Regions from separate parts of the Danio rerio genome. Here region 1 is linked to region 2. The links are chromatin contacts, called in public HiChIP or PLAC-seq maps. All regions are on one chromosome and are shown on one strand. Each heading gives the region's core, a stretch centred on a gene start, on an enhancer-like site or on the middle of the called end of the contact. The rest is flanking DNA. Distances are from core to core; before and after follow the strand shown.

Region 1 (3,748 bases), core at 238-2,737, 110 kb before region 2:
AATTTAATTGACGATGAACAATGATGTACTTGATGTAACCACTTAGAATTTGCAAGGATCACTTTTTTGAAACTATATTATTAAGGACAAAGTCTGAATTAGCGAAAAAAATTTAACTTTACCTCAAAATGAATCTGACAAATAATTTCATTAGTAAACAAAAGATAAAGACAACCTGCCCAATTTAAGCTTCACTGGTCTCTCAGCTCGATTATTCGTATATAACATTTTCGGAAGAACACTTAACGTGAAGACATAGCACAACATATTACTTCTAAATTGAAGCTTTTCAGATGCCAAAATATACATTAAGTTGAACTTGGCATCCATGCGACTAGCTTAATAACTTAGCTTAGCAAATGAATCAGGACGCGTAAATACAACCTTAAACTCATTAGGAAATATCTCAAAAGCCGTAAATAAATAAAACTTGAACAGCAAATAATAATTTACAACCATTTTAATAATCACGTTACTAATCTGTCCGCGACACTGTGGGAGATCAAGGCCCTCATGCTAATCGCTAACCTGTGCGCTAACAAAAACAACACAGGCGATACGTGCTGCTTTATAAAACGGCATATTGGAATAAAATATCGTGCACAAAAGCCCACTTACTTCTCCTCGCAATGAAGCTCGGTTAAATACGTGAAAATAAGTGCTGAGATGAAGAATAGAGCGTCACTTTTGGAGAAGCTTGAAAGTGACAACAAAAAATGGCTGAGGGGATATAGTCGAAATTCTGGTTCCGGTATATACATATTTAACTTCCGGTCGTGGTGCCGCTGTTGTGATTGAAAGGGTTTTGATTTTATTTATCAAATGTCCTAAATTATTTGCATTTTGCTTCCAATTTCTCTATATGCTATTTTATAACTATAAGTTTGTGACATTCGTTAGTTGAATTCCATTATTCAATGTTAGTTAATGCATAAAAATGAATTTAAAATGATAATGAATCGTTCAATATTAGTTCATGTTAAAGTCTAATAACAAATACAAATGTTTAGTACTTTTATTACTACTTTTAGGATTTTTAGTACTTGTACAATGCATATCCGCAAGTAAATGTTTAAATGAAATTAACTTAGATTATAAAATGTGAAGAATTTGACACTTTTTGTTAACCAATAATGCTAATAATTATAACATTATTCAACATTATAATGCAGTAATATATGCACCTTTTGTAAAGCTGCTTTGAAACTAAGATGAAAAGTGCCATACAAATAAACTTGAATTGAGTTATTCTTGGTTTCTGTGGGTCTTTACAAGTTTTAATTTGCTTTTTTTTTTCTCGGGGCAAGCAGAAAAACAAACATCCACAAAGTTATGGCACTTGCACAAATGATATCCCATTATGGGTGTACTTGGCATTATTTGCCTCTTCTGTGCTGCGTTTACTCAGGCAGAAGCTCCAAACCTGAAGTCGGCGCTCTCTTTCGGTTCTTCACGCGCTGCATGTGACGTCATTTAGGTTTTTTAAAGATTAGTTTTTTCCTCTTAGGGCTCAAGAAGCCATGGACAGTTTTGTGTTTCTGCGGGTACAGTTGCCTCTAACAGTATTATTGTCATGTGTGTTTACATTGACCCTCTGCAGTGAAATGAATTGTGTAACATGCGGGTCGGTGGTGAAGTTGATCAACGTGAAACACAACGTCAGATTACACTCTCACGATGTCCGCTATGGGTCTGGTGAGTGAGTGACTCATTCATAAATGCTGCTCGTCCAGTCTCGATGACAGCCGTTTGATGTGTTATACAACGTAATTAACAAAAACGTTAAATGTTAACTTCTATATTATTCGTTTGTAAATGTGTTTAAAGCCTACACATTGTTTAGGATTGGGTGCATTTGCTTACCAAGAGTCTTTCTTTATAATCATCATGCAGTAAAACAGCGACATTGTGTTTCTTAATCGTTGTGATGGTAATTTGAAAGTCATTAATTCATTCATTGTCATGGTTGTTCAGAAATGAATACTTTAATTTCTGCGCCCTATTCATTACTGTTCAACTCATTGAATTGGCCTTCTCTTCAATCACGTCGACAAATTCATTGGTTTCTATTCATTTACACAGCTCCTATTGGGAAAACACTTCTTAACATCCAGAAAACATGTTGAAACCTGCGCTCTATTCTGGTAGTTTTATTAACCTTCGCACTTCATTTGGTCGCTAACGTTACTTTTTTCAGTTGACCTTAAAGCTCAACGCTTTCATTCCACTAACATTTTTTAAAAATCAGTGCCGTTAATAGTATTAGATCACTGTGATTGTTTTTAGTTTTTCCTTGGTTTAACATGTTATTATTTGCATTTGTGAAATTGTTATTGTATTTTGTTCCTGCTGCTTTATATCTGCTTTTTTTATGTTGCCTCTTTGCCTGGTAATCACTTGACTTACCTAAATTAAATTAAGGTTATTATTAATTACACTACTGATATTCTCATTTGGTGCTCAAAGTATTAAAAAAATATCACCAGTGTTTAAGATGCTTCAATGTTCTTGCTTCTCAACACAAACTATTTTACATACACATGTGAAATAGAAATTTAGGCCATTACTCACAAGAAGAAAGTCTTTATATTTAAAAACTGATTACCAATATACAGGCTAATAGCCTACAGTAGGGCTGAACAATATATAGTTTGAGCATTGACATTGCAATGGATGTATCCACAAAAGTCACATTACAGGATTATATTGTTTATTAAAGGATAATGATATTAATAAATATTATTTTATAGTATTATTATTTCATTCCATGATAACCATGTTATTTTACATTTGATTGGTCGATATATTTCGTTAGTGTTCGTTTCCCCAGAAAACCATAAAGCACTTCTTTATTTAACTTTTATCATTAAATTATGCTTGCAATTTATAATTTTTATGCAGATGGACTGATCACCCCAGTGAATCTAATTTAATAGATTAGTAGATATTTTCCAAATAGACCTATTTAAATCAACAGGTGAAATTATATTCATATTGCAATATATATTGCATCAAAGCAAAATATCGCAATGTTTCAATACCGTGCACCTCTGGCCTACAATGCATAATCGCTTGCAAAAAAAAATTGAAAACATACAGTGGACAACTGCAGAAAATGAGAAAACAGCAAGGAAACATTTACATCCTTCTTTTCCTAACATCATTGTCAGGTTGCAATTCTGAAGAAATCCATATTCTAACTTATTTTCTTATTGGGCTAGTAATGGAAACACAAAAAAGCAGTTATTGGCTGATTGATAAACCGATATGGTCACTGATGTATTAATCATCTCTAATAGAATTCTTCTATAATAAAGTAAAATTCTGTTTTTAATTGCCTTAATGCATCCTTGCTTCACATAAATTAATTAATATAAATGTGTTATTATGATTTTGTAATTGCAGGTAGTGGTCAGCAGTCAGTGACAGGTGTGACCACAGTGGAGGACAGTAACAGTTACTGGAGTGTTCGGGGCACCAGTGATCACTCATGTCATCGAGGGACTCCTGTACGTTGTGGACAAAATATCCGACTGACCCATGTGAACACAGGCCGCAATCTACACAGCCACTACTTCACCTCTCCGCTTTCTTCAAATCAGGTTTTAATATCTCCATTAACACATATCTAAATCAAATATTTATATGTGAAGCACTGTATGAAAAGCTACATAAGTATTGCATTACATAAGTTGTCATTAGTCAGTCATGAACATGATTGTCGTGAGGCCTTTAAAATTGTATCATG
Region 2 (3,415 bases), core at 702-3,201:
CAAATTAACTTGAGATGGCATTGAAGTGCTTGAATGATAAACCTGTGCTAGACCTAACATAATTGTTGACTGGACAAAGGGAAAGCACCTGAGCTTCACAAACACTGGCCTTATTTTGACAGAGGAGAGAAAATCCATTTTTAATAAGAGATAAAGAGTTTGAAAAATAAAGTTTTATATTAGAGTGTCTCTATTGTGTTATTTTGGATATTACTTTTGTGATATGTAACTGTTTGTGAATGCAAAAGGTCTGCAAAGTTTCAAATATCAAAGTGCTGTACAAATGAGCAATATCACATACTTAGCAGTGCGATATGGCGGTATATCAGCACTGACAGGGGCCTTAGTGTACCACCAGTGATGATATACAGCCATATTGCACTGCTACAAGTGTGATGTTGTGTTTATACAACAGTTCGACGCCATTATTGTGTCTATAAAAAAGACAATCAAACATCGAGAGTCTAAAAATCCTCATGAGGAACTATTTTCTTCTGCGATTCATTCACATCTGCAGCTGACATCAGATCAGCAAAAACCATTACTACTTCACAAACATCCCGTTAGAGCTAGTATTTGAAAGATTTTCCTGCGTACTGTCTAAAGTGATGACAAAACAAGTGATTTTGCTGACATTTTAAGATTATAAGTCTGAACGGCATGAAATACCATCAGTCTACAGAGATTTCCCAGTATTTTTTATTTTTTTTTGTTACAATCAGGGGTTCGTTCTTCGTACGTGGATTACTCAGTTAGCTGGATTTGGACGATTTGACACGATCCAGGATCATTTCGTTCTTCAAAGTTGATCCGAGAGTTGTTGTCATAGCAACAGTTCCGGTAGATCAAACCTGCTCGGCAGCAGGCTCAATTCATATAAACAGGATTAGATCGGGTTAGTTTTTGCAAAGAAAATACTGTAAGTATGTACCAAATGCTGATATTTTCTTACAGTAGTAGTTATATACACTTTGGAAAATAATAAAACTTGGAATCTGCACCCCCGAAATGAAAGTACAAAGACTGCCAAAGAGAAAACTTATAGATATGAACTTTTTAGATCGCTTTAGAACAATTTGTGTATAATAGAAATGCACGATTTGTGACTTTTTTTAAAAGCAATAATACATATGTAGTCATAAACATGTTTTAACAGTTAATGTGACGGTGATTTGATGCTTCACAAAAGTTGCAGACACCTTTACCAATATCAAAATGCTTTTGTAAACATCCAGTTATTCTTTACACCTATATAAAAAATGGCTACTAAGTTATGATAAAGAAAATCTTTTCTAAATGTAAAACTAAATACACTGATATGCATTGAAATAGATGATGAATACTATTGACACATGAAAGTGTAAAGACTGCAGCTCACAACAACTGTGGAAGGTTATTGCGTGTCATATTTAACTAACGGTTTACTGCTAATTTGATGTAATTTTGCTCATATGGATAATGGAATATTAATCAGATGATGTCATTACGCTACTGTGCCGTCAGCCAATCGTTGCATTGCTGATCATGATTTCAAGGATCGATAGATCTGTCCTTCACAACACACGCAGCGATCTCAGATCAGTTTATCCAGACATTCTAATCTGATTCGCGAACTTGTTTGAAGAACCAAATTAGGAAGAGATCAGTTATTGAGATGAAAAGATCCAGGATCTGCCAAATCATCTTAGATCTTTTAAGCGAGGTAAGTTACGAAGAACGGACAGGAGATCACAATAATTAACCCCCAAAATCCAAAGCAGCGCAAATTCTGTGGCTTCGCAAAAATGATAAAAGTGTCAAACTCACCACAGATGAGGAGAAACACATGCAGAAACATCATAAACCAGCAAACTGTTGTGTTTGCAATAAGGAAAAACGCTAAACACGTGCAGACATTTCTTCTTTCTTTAACTTACTAAACTAGCCTGCAGGAGACTCATTAGAAACAGATGGCCAACCAAAAAGTAACTCAGGGTTATACAAAGAGAGGCCAACACAATATACATATATTGCTAATATGTGAGTGCCTTCTCACACTCAACACACTACAATTACTATAGTATAAATGCAGCAATACAACATAAAAAGAGAGAGATCGACTTCATCATTTACATGTTTATTAATGATTTGATCAGCTGTAGTTTAAAACCTCCTTTTCAGCCCGGGAGTTTCAAGCCTCAGACTGGCCCACCTCAGTTCACGACTGACTATATTAAAATAAGGTCATTTCCAATTCAGTTTCTAATGACACTATCACGTCTTTTTTGAGAAAACAACTGCTTTAGAACTTCAAATGTTCAACAACCCTAACAGTATTATATGTCTTAACAATAAAAATGAAAATAATAAAAATCACTCAGATGAGGATCGAACCCGGGTCTGCGGGGTCGAAAACTAACATGCTATCCACTGAACCACAACAGCTGTTCAGCTAAGTTTGATCAAGTTATATCATCATTAACCTGCAAGCCGCAACTTGCTCACTGAGCTGCGAGAAAATAGATAGAAGAGTAGAGCTGCGGTAAAATAATGAATAAAAAGACTGTGGTCAAGTAAATAAATAAATTAATTTAAAAAGTGTACTGCTGAGAGCAACCAATTCTTTAGCTAGGGATACCGGCCCTCGCGGCCAAAAAACAGACCGGCCCACCGGGAATTCTCCCGGTCAGGGGCGGACTGGCCATCTGGCAATTCTGGCAAATGTTCCTCAAATTCCTCAATACTGGCAAAATTCCTCAAATAGAGGAACCAATTTTTTAAATGTGGGCCGGTCAGTTTTTTTTTAATATGTATTGTTTTTAAGTGCAGACAGCTTTTATCTCTTGCTAGATGTGATATTATGATGATGATAATAAAAATAATTATGATAAATGTTAAGCATTTGGCACAATCGGCAACTGCCGCCTGGTTTCAAGATGGGCCAACCCAATCCAAGGTTACCCGGACATAATCAAAATATGGCAAAAATGTCATATTATTTCACTATCTTTACACCAAAATAAATAGTGAATGTGCGTGTCCGTGGGTGGGGCTGTGTCGGTGTGGTAATGTGGGCTGGTGTGGCAACAGTGCCAGGGCTTATTTTTTGCCCCAGTCCGTCCCTGGCAACACTTATTTTTCCACAATGCCATTAACTTTGCAAACCAAGATCAGCATGAAAACACAGCAAATCCAATGCGTTCATGCAGTGCACCATAGTTTGTTAAGAGAGAGATTAAGAGCGATAATAACATGTTCATACAGAGTGTCTAATTTGTATAGACAGAGATAAGAAGCTAATAAGAAAATGTGTTTATCATTATGTCCTCCTGATAATTCAAATCTGGCACTCAAAAAGTTTTTGTTCACCTCCTCCTTAGTTATAAGATCAGCCCTCAGGCCCTGACGCAAACAGTTCTTACTTCTGGCAAACCAA

Evidence for each region. HiChIP or PLAC-seq counts read pairs in DNA pulled down with a chosen protein or histone mark.
Region 1: a contact with region 2 is called in an H3K4me3 HiChIP or PLAC-seq map of gastrula embryo, with 3 times the contacts expected there. The contact joins the promoter of sdf2 here to the promoter of caln2 in region 2. A contact is called at or near these places in 2 of 4 datasets of contacts at active chromatin or transcription factors (embryo and gastrula embryo).

Annotation. Positions count from the first base shown.
Region 1 is chr21:29,121,166-29,124,913 of GRCz12tu, reverse strand. sdf2 (stromal cell-derived factor 2) reads left to right here and starts at 1,487. Exons shown (of 3, transcript NM_200039.1): 1 at 1,487-1,695; 2 at 3,406-3,602. The coding sequence starts at 1,521. supt6h (SPT6 homolog, histone chaperone and transcription elongation factor) reads right to left here and starts at 690. Exons shown (of 37, transcript NM_145118.1): 1 at 619-690.
Region 2 is chr21:29,012,018-29,015,432 of GRCz12tu, reverse strand. It overlaps caln2 (calneuron 2), which reads right to left and starts at 1,951. Exons shown (of 6, transcript XM_068216058.2): 1 at 1,807-1,951.